2 separate regions of the Mus musculus genome follow, and region 1 is linked to region 2. Evidence: chromatin contacts called from public Micro-C data. All regions are on one chromosome and are shown on one strand. Each heading gives the region's core, a stretch centred on a gene start, on an enhancer-like site or on the middle of the called end of the contact. The rest is flanking DNA. Distances are from core to core; before and after follow the strand shown. Region 1 overlaps Snx29 (sorting nexin 29). Region 2 has its middle 2.9 kb from the start of Gm25805.

The links. A called contact is a pair of places that touch in the nucleus more often than the background predicts.
Region 1: a contact with region 2 is called in a Micro-C map of undifferentiated spermatogonia, with 25 times the contacts expected there. The contact joins two enhancer-like sites.

Annotation. Positions count from the first base shown.
Region 1 is chr16:11,524,892-11,528,966 of GRCm38.p6, forward strand. All of the region lies in intron 14 of Snx29 (sorting nexin 29), which reads left to right. Among named protein-coding and RNA genes, the nearest start is that of Gm32100, 57 kb to the right of the region's middle. Within about 2 kb of position 1,785, at least 99 of the 459 cell types and tissues checked have an H3K27ac peak or open chromatin away from gene starts, as enhancers often do.
Region 2 is chr16:8,767,313-8,770,991 of GRCm38.p6, forward strand. No RefSeq gene overlaps it. Among named protein-coding and RNA genes, the nearest start is that of Gm25805, 2.9 kb to the left of the region's middle. Within about 2 kb of position 1,954, at least 67 of the 459 cell types and tissues checked have an H3K27ac peak or open chromatin away from gene starts, as enhancers often do.

The DNA of each region.
Region 1 (4,075 bases), core at 535-3,034, 2.8 Mb after region 2:
AAACTCTTTGGAGAGCTGCTGAATGTGGCATTTGCCCAGTGGTTATCTGAAAATGGTGGTTAACTCACACGATACATACTCTTTAACATTAGTAAAGATGGGTGCCAGCCACATGGCTGCTTACATCATCATGAGGTCATCAGCCAAGATGGAGGCTACTTAAAAACATCTGTTGCTACTTAAAAACATGCTTTTCTAGTAGCTTTATTTTTTTTTAAATGAGAGTTGAATCCAAGTTACATACACATATACTTACATATAGAGTTGAATCCAAGTTACATACACATATACACTCCGTTGAATCTAAGGTACATATACAGTATATTCTAGACAAGAGTTGAAACACACACACACACACCTGCTGTTGTGTCATTTGGAACAGGCACAGACTCAGCCTACCCCTCCTCCCCAATAACTGCCACGTAACAGAGGGTCACAGGCTGGGGTCACACAACTTTAAACTACTCTTTATCTTTTGTTGGCTTGGTTTTTGGAAGACAGCATAAAATTTATCTTCTTGGATTCTCAGTTATTATTTTTCCCCTTTCCCCACATGAGTATGAATTATAGAGGGCTGTTTTTTGGGATTTGACTCTATCACAAGAGAACTAGCTTCAGTGGGAGCAGTCCTGAGGTAGCTTGTGTCCCATTCTCTTTTTTGTGTAATTGAATATTTTATCAGGTTTTGAACAGCAATATAATGATCCCTAGTCACCCATCTCTTCTAGTTCTCTAAGTAACCAGAAATGAATGATACATATGAATGTACACAGACAGACCTTAGGCTCTCTGATACGTGTACCTGCTCTACATTTTTCTCTCCAAATGTGATTCGAGCATACTGGGTTGGCTTGGGAACAAGCTGCCTTGTTTGTAAACCCAGTTTTTAAAAAAAATTCTGTATATTTCCTTGGCTGTATGTTTGTGCAGCACATGCTTGCATATGTGTTTGTGCAGAGGGTATTAGATTACGTGGCACTGGAGTTTATAGGCTGTGAGCTGCTATCTGGGTGCTGGGATTTGAACTGTAGATCTAGTTCTATTGTGACATGCCCACACCTATTTGTTAGTATCACTGATGGCTGCTTTCATGAGGCAGTTGTATAGCTAGATAGTTCCAGCAGAGACAGGAAGGGGGTGTCCTCTAAAATACACACTAAAATAGTTATCAGCTGACCTTTGGAGGAATTGGAGGTCCCAGACCTGCCTTGTCTTTTCCAGGTAACACTGTCACTTAATAGAACTTTTCTGGGTCATCCTTTCGGTATCAGAATATTGGAATCACCATGGGTGTGCTGTCTGCTCACAAATCATTCTCTGCATGTATAGGCTGGCAGGTGGGGGCGGGGGTGAGCACAAAGACCTCAGTGCCTCCGATAGGGACAGATGGCAGCCCTGGAAGTCAGTGTCATCTAGATCTAGATCTTGACTATCCCTCCAGCAGCATTCAAGCACATTCCCACCCCAGCAGCCAGCCTGCAGTCCGCTTCCTGGGCTTTAGCCCAGCCTAGACAGGAGACCTGTGATCCTGCTGTTAGAAAGGTCTGTGAGGCCTGCCGCTTTACTCTAACTTCCCTCGCCTTTAGCAGACAGTTGAAACCAGCTATGGCTGGATCTGGGTGCTCAGGGTATTTACCAGCAGAGCCAGCACTGTGTGCATTCATTCTGTTTCCAGACCAGGGTGTTTCCTGTTTTGGCAGAGGAAGCGGGTTGGGCAGGTACACTAGAATGGAGGCCGAGGGGCTCAGGGCTTGCATCTTGGGTGTGGGCAGCAGGAGCAGGGCTGAGCTGAGCTGGAGAGATAGGCAGGGCCAGAAGAAACCTCCAACCCAACCTCCACATTACTTCCTCCCCACTGTCACTCAACCTTGGGTTTCCGAGCTCGTCAGACTCTGCCTTTAAAGGGAGAGTGACTTTTAGGCACCTAAAATATTTTTCTTTTCTTTTCTTTTTTTCCTTCTTTTTTTTCTCTCTCTTTTTTTGAAATTTCTGACATTGTTTGAATTTAATGATTCATATTACGAATTATTCATGAAAATGATCTTTTAAGCTTCTTATAATAGCTGAAATTATCCTTCATTAGATACTGACAGTTCCTGTGATGGGTGTAATTATAAAAAATATTCTTAGGCTAGCTATATTCTGCAGTGTTAAAATTACGCAAATGAGCAAGGGACAGGAATAGAAGCTGAGTAGGATGGTCAGATTTCATGGGATAAGGGGGAGGGCACCGCAGGCTTTCTAAAAATGAATAAACATGTGCTTGGGTGTCCAGCGAGCATGCCTCCCGCACAGTCTGCCTTGCTGCTCAGCCGCACCTCCCTGGCACGGGAGCAGAGGCATGCCAGTGACGGGCTTGTGTGCTACGCTTGCCCACCCATGAATCGTGGGATGGAGAAGGTTCTTTTTCTCTCCCCTTTTAGCTCTGTTCACTCAGCATTTTCTGCAAGGCGCACTGTAGTAATCCTAGGTACTTGAAGAGAGTAGCAGTTTGCTGCTAACAGATAGTACAGGGAAGGGAGGAATGGAGCAGGAAGTAGGGCCCTGGGGCTGGGACAGTCACCTGGGTGACAGAACCTCATCATGCTTATAGCACAGGACAGCCAGGGCATGCGTTCCCAGCTCATGGAGACCACCTGGTTTTGGGGGTTTGAGCTCGGTACTTTCTCTAAGGTTCTATATATCTGGCTGTCCTTGAACTTATGACTCTCTTGTCTCGGTCTCCTGGTTATTCGGATTATAGACATGCCTACTCTGCCTGACTTAGATTCTCATTTTTGATTTTCTGTGCTGGAGGCAGACATCAGGACCACATGGCACTCCCCAGCTGTAGACAAGCACTCACCACTGGCCACATCCCCAGCCATCTTCACTTATTATGAGACAAGTTTCACAAAGTCATCTAGGTTGTTCAAAGACTTGCTGTATAGCGCAGGCTGTTTTTGAACTTGAAGTCATTCCTCATCTTCCTGAGTAGCTTGGATGACAAGTCTGTACCGCCATGCCTGGACTTCTCTCGGTATCATGGAGGATGAGTAGAAGGAGGCTGACTCAGTTTATTGTATCCATGTCTTCACACCCCATGCTGTGCTTCTCAAAGCCTCTGAGAGGCGAGCTGGTTACTGCAGTTGCCACTGCCGGCCCTGCACTCGCATGCACATGCACCAGCTATGTAGCTGGCTCTCCCATCTTCCCAGTTTTGACCTAGTCTACTTAAGAAAACTTTAGGAAGAGAGGGTAATGAGAAACAGTGGAGTGTGGCCACATTTACGTGTGCCAGCAGCCAGGCATAGCTCCAAATGTGCTCTGGTGTAATCTCTGTGTTTGTCCTGCATTGCTAGGTGTGATGAGGATCTTCACTCAGCCAAGGAGGAGTCAGAGCTTAGCTAAACTCTCACACACAGATTAGGAGGTGAGACAATGGTGTCAGCTTCTCGGGGCTGGTGATGGATGCTTTGGGGAAGGGCTTTGTTTACCCTTCCAAAGGTGCTCAAACCTTCCTTCCTTCCTTCCCTCCTTGTTTGTTGGCTCACTCATTCTTCCCTCCCTCCTTCCTTCCAACCAACCATGTCTTATGTATCCCAAGTTGACCTTAGAATTCCTTTTTAGTAGAGAATGACCTGGAATTCTTGTCTGCATCTCCTAAATACTGAGGTCACAAGCATGCAGCATTGCATCTGTTTTAGGCAGTGCTGAGAATCAGTTAAGAATTCATGTATTCTAGGCAAGTACCTGCCAGCTGAGCCGCATCTGAAGCCGCTGTTTGTGTTATTTGGACTCTATTCTGTGTGTCTTTTAGATGCTGGACAGGTAGGTGAATTCTGCACTTCTTTATGACATTGCTGAGCTGGGGGTAGAACACAGTTCTGACCTCTGTAGTCTTCTTCTAAAGGGTGCACAGCCCTTACATCTTATCATCTCCAGATGATAGTGTCACCATGTGCTCTCTGTTTATACTGCAAAGCCAAAGGCCAGAAGCTGGCAAACATTTTTTCTCAAAGTTTCAGGTACAAGTAGTTCAGGTTTTCTACTGTTTCTGCTTCCTCTTTCTCCTGTTTCTCACCCTCAACTTCTT
Region 2 (3,679 bases), core at 704-3,203:
AACCTCCTGACCCAGCCTCCAGAGTACCAGGATAGCTGCTAACATTCATTCTTTCATAGTTACTGTTATCCCTTATTAACAAGAGGAGAAACCAAGGCACAGAAGATGTAAGTGACCAGTTTCAGGTCACTCAGCCAATGAGGCTATAGTTGTAAATGCCGCTATTCTATATGCAAACTGGAGCTCAGTGAATATCTATTACTTTGCATAGTCAGCCATCTCCTGTTGGCATCTGAGACTCCTCAGGGTGTGGTAGCACACACCCCACCCGTAACACAGTAGGAGAGGCAGGAGGATCCAGAGTTCCAAGCCTGGGCTACGGAACTGCGCCTTACGTCCAAAAACAATGCAAACAGACATTTGACTCTAGGCCTTGGACCTTGGAGCATAGCAAGGAAGAAGAGGAGGAAGAAGAGAGGAAGAGGAGGAAGGAGAAGCCGCTGTCATTGTTTTTCTACGTCGTTCATTTTTTGGTTTCCTTTTTCTGGTTTGCTTTTCCACTGCACTGCCACCCACTTCCTTATGCTAAGACTTTAAAATGAATTACATTCTGGGCACACTCACCTCCCTTCATCCCGCTGCTGCCTGAAGCTCAGGAAACCCAGCTGGAAGCAAACAGGCTTATCTTTAATATTTTAAACTTATATTTTATTTACTTATTTATACAACTGTGGAGTCTGAGGGCAATTTGTGGGAGCCAGCTCTCTCCCTGCACCGTGGGCCCTGGGGACTGGACACATGCTGTCATGCATGAGGGCAGGGGTCTTTGCTGTGGAGCCCACTTGCCAGCCCATCACAGACTCGTCTTCCATTTGTTTCTTCACATATTTGTTCCTTTGCGTCAGGCAGGGTCTCTTGTAGCCTAGGCTGGCCTCACACTCACTGTGTTCCTTAGGGTGACATTGAATTTCTGGTCCTTCTGCCTCTGCCTCCTATATCTGCAGACCAAAGATTATAGGCAGGGACCACACAACTGCCTACTGATTGTGTGCGTGGGCTCAAGCACACGTTGTAGTGTGCAAATGGACCAGTTCAGAGGGCAGTCTGAGGGAGTAGAGCTAAGGGCAACAGGGCAGGAGGAGCTGTCTTTTTTCTGCTGCCAAGTCCCCCCCCACCCCTTATGAGGCAGGGTCTCATTGGATCCAGTTGACCTTGAGCTCCACCTTCCAGGTACTGGGATTACAGGTATGTACCCCAATGTACAGTTCCTGTGGTGTTGAGGAGAGAGCCCAGGGTTTCCTGTGTGCTATGCAAGTGCCCTACCCATTGAGCTGCATGCCCATGTCCAAGATGAAATATGTTGAAGCCTGGGAGCGGAGTGACTAGAGTGCAGGTAGATGGAGCTGGATCCTAGCCCAGGTCTGTAGTCCCTTGGTATTTACGGGGCAACCTCTAAACAGGCTCCCCACAGGCTTCTCTGGGAGGCCCTGTCTGTTCCAGCTACAGCCAGGCTGCCACTGAGCCTCATCCAGTTGCTGAGCACTCACAGCACGCCTGTTCCTCTTCCTCCTTTCAGCCTGTGGCTCACTGGACAAGCAGGATTGTTTACAGTAAATGGAAACCCAACTTGTTCAGGAAGCTCGGCCTGATACATTACAATGTTATTCTAGCCTGTAATGTACCTACCTGTGGGCTTTCAGATACAGCCAGGCTGTCTGGAAAAGGACCCTGAGGTTTCAAGCTGCCTTTTGGGGTCAAGGCTAGGGACTGCAGAACCCTGGGTGCTTTTCTGGTCCCCCTGAACTTCCACGTGTGCATGCACCCAGACAACTGCCTGTCTTAAAGGTCATGAAGCGCTGGGACGTAGGGAAAATTACCTGCAGACCTGGTTTCCCTAGGGTTCAATAAGGCAGGGCCTTCTCTGCTCTATTTCTGAAAGCTCAGTACTCTGTCTGGCACCTGCCCCCGGGGTTGGCCCGAAGCTCAGCCTCAGCTCACAGTCCCTGTGCCCTCTAGTGGTCACTTGGAGGAAGGACTAGCTCAGGGAGATGAGGTATGATGGTCTCTTACACTTGGACATTACCGGGTAAAAATAGAAAGCTGAGGGCTAGCGAGATGGCTCAGTGGTTAAGAGTGCCGACTGCTCTTCCGAAGGTCCCGAGTTCAAATCCCAGCAACCACATGGTGGCTCACAACCATCCGTAATGAAATCTGATGCCCTCTTCTGGAGTATCTGAGGACAGCTACAGTGTACTTACATATAATAAATAAATCTTGGAGAAAAAAAAAAAATAGAAAGCTGAGGAATGGGGAAAGCTCCGGTCAGGCACCTCATTCCAAAGAATGATGCACATTTAGTCTCAGCTACCTGAGAAACTGAAGCAAGGGGATCACCGCTGTACACTCCCTCCCCACACAATTAAAAAAAGAAAGGGGAGCCAGGTGTAGTGGCTCATGCCTTTAGTCTTAGTGCTCTGGAGGATCTCTGTGAGTTCTACGGTGAGTTCAAGGATAGTCAGAGCTACATACTGAGACCCTGTCTGGGGAGCAGGGTAGGGAAGAGTAAAAGAAAAACGGGGTTCTGAAGAGATGGGTTAAGAGCATTTGCTACAGTTCAGTTCTGGCTCAGAGCCCTCTACAACTCCAGTTCCAAGGGATCCAACATGCTCTGGTCTTCAAAGTGAGTTCCAAGACAGCCAGGGCTATACAGAGAAACCCTGTCTCGAAAAACCAAAAACAAACAAACAAAAACCGAAAAAGCACGTGTACAGGCAAACAGGCAGTCACAGAGAAGAAAGTAAACCCATCTTTCTTAGGCATTTATGTGTTCATTTTTACATAAGTATGTGTCTACATGAGTTTATGTACAGCACATGTGTGAAAGTCCCAAAGAAGACTCTAATTCTAATTCTTTAGAATTGGGGATGCAAGCCACCTGCTGTGGGTGCTGGAAACCAAATCCAGGTCCTCTGGGAAAGAAGCAGGCGTTCCTACTGAGCCATCTCTCTAGTCTCAAATAACAGAGAGAAGAGAGAGAGAGAGAGAGAGAGAGAGAGAGAGAGAGGGGAGGGGAGGGGAGGGGAGGGGGAGGCCACGATAGGCAGTCTATTTTGGTTGAATGAGGCTTGCTCCGGCAACCCAGTAGAAAACTCTACAAGAGACGGAAAAGCGAGCCACGTTCCCAGAGTCAGGTGCCTGACACCACAGAGTCCCCAACTCCATGATTCTGTGTCTATAAGTCAGGCAAAGTCCCAAGCTCCTGGCATTCTGGCTAGACTCCACCCCCAGTTACCTGGCAACAGCAAGATAGCCTAGCCCACTATAAAAGGAGCTGCTTGGCCCCTCCTCACTCTTTAAGCTCTCACCATCCTTACTCTCATCTCTAGCCCTCCTCTCTCTCCCTCCCCCCCACCCCCCTCCACGCGGCCATGGACAGCCTCCCTCTTTCTACCTTCTTTCTCCCTACCTTCCTACAACAAAGCTCGGAGACTGTCTCTGCTCATCAAGGCCCACTATGCTTCAACAATGGGATAGGCTTTCCCATAACCAGCCGCATCTAACCTCCCGTTAGAAGGCCTTCCTGCGCTCCAGCCACTGACCAGACCAAGGTCTCTTACCCACGTGGGAACCACCCAGCGCCTCCCTCTCCCCCGGCCCTCTCCTTCCTTCAGCACCAGGTCCGATGGCTGAGAACCTGGTGCCTAGGACTACCCCTTGTCCACCACCCGCCGAGCTGGGG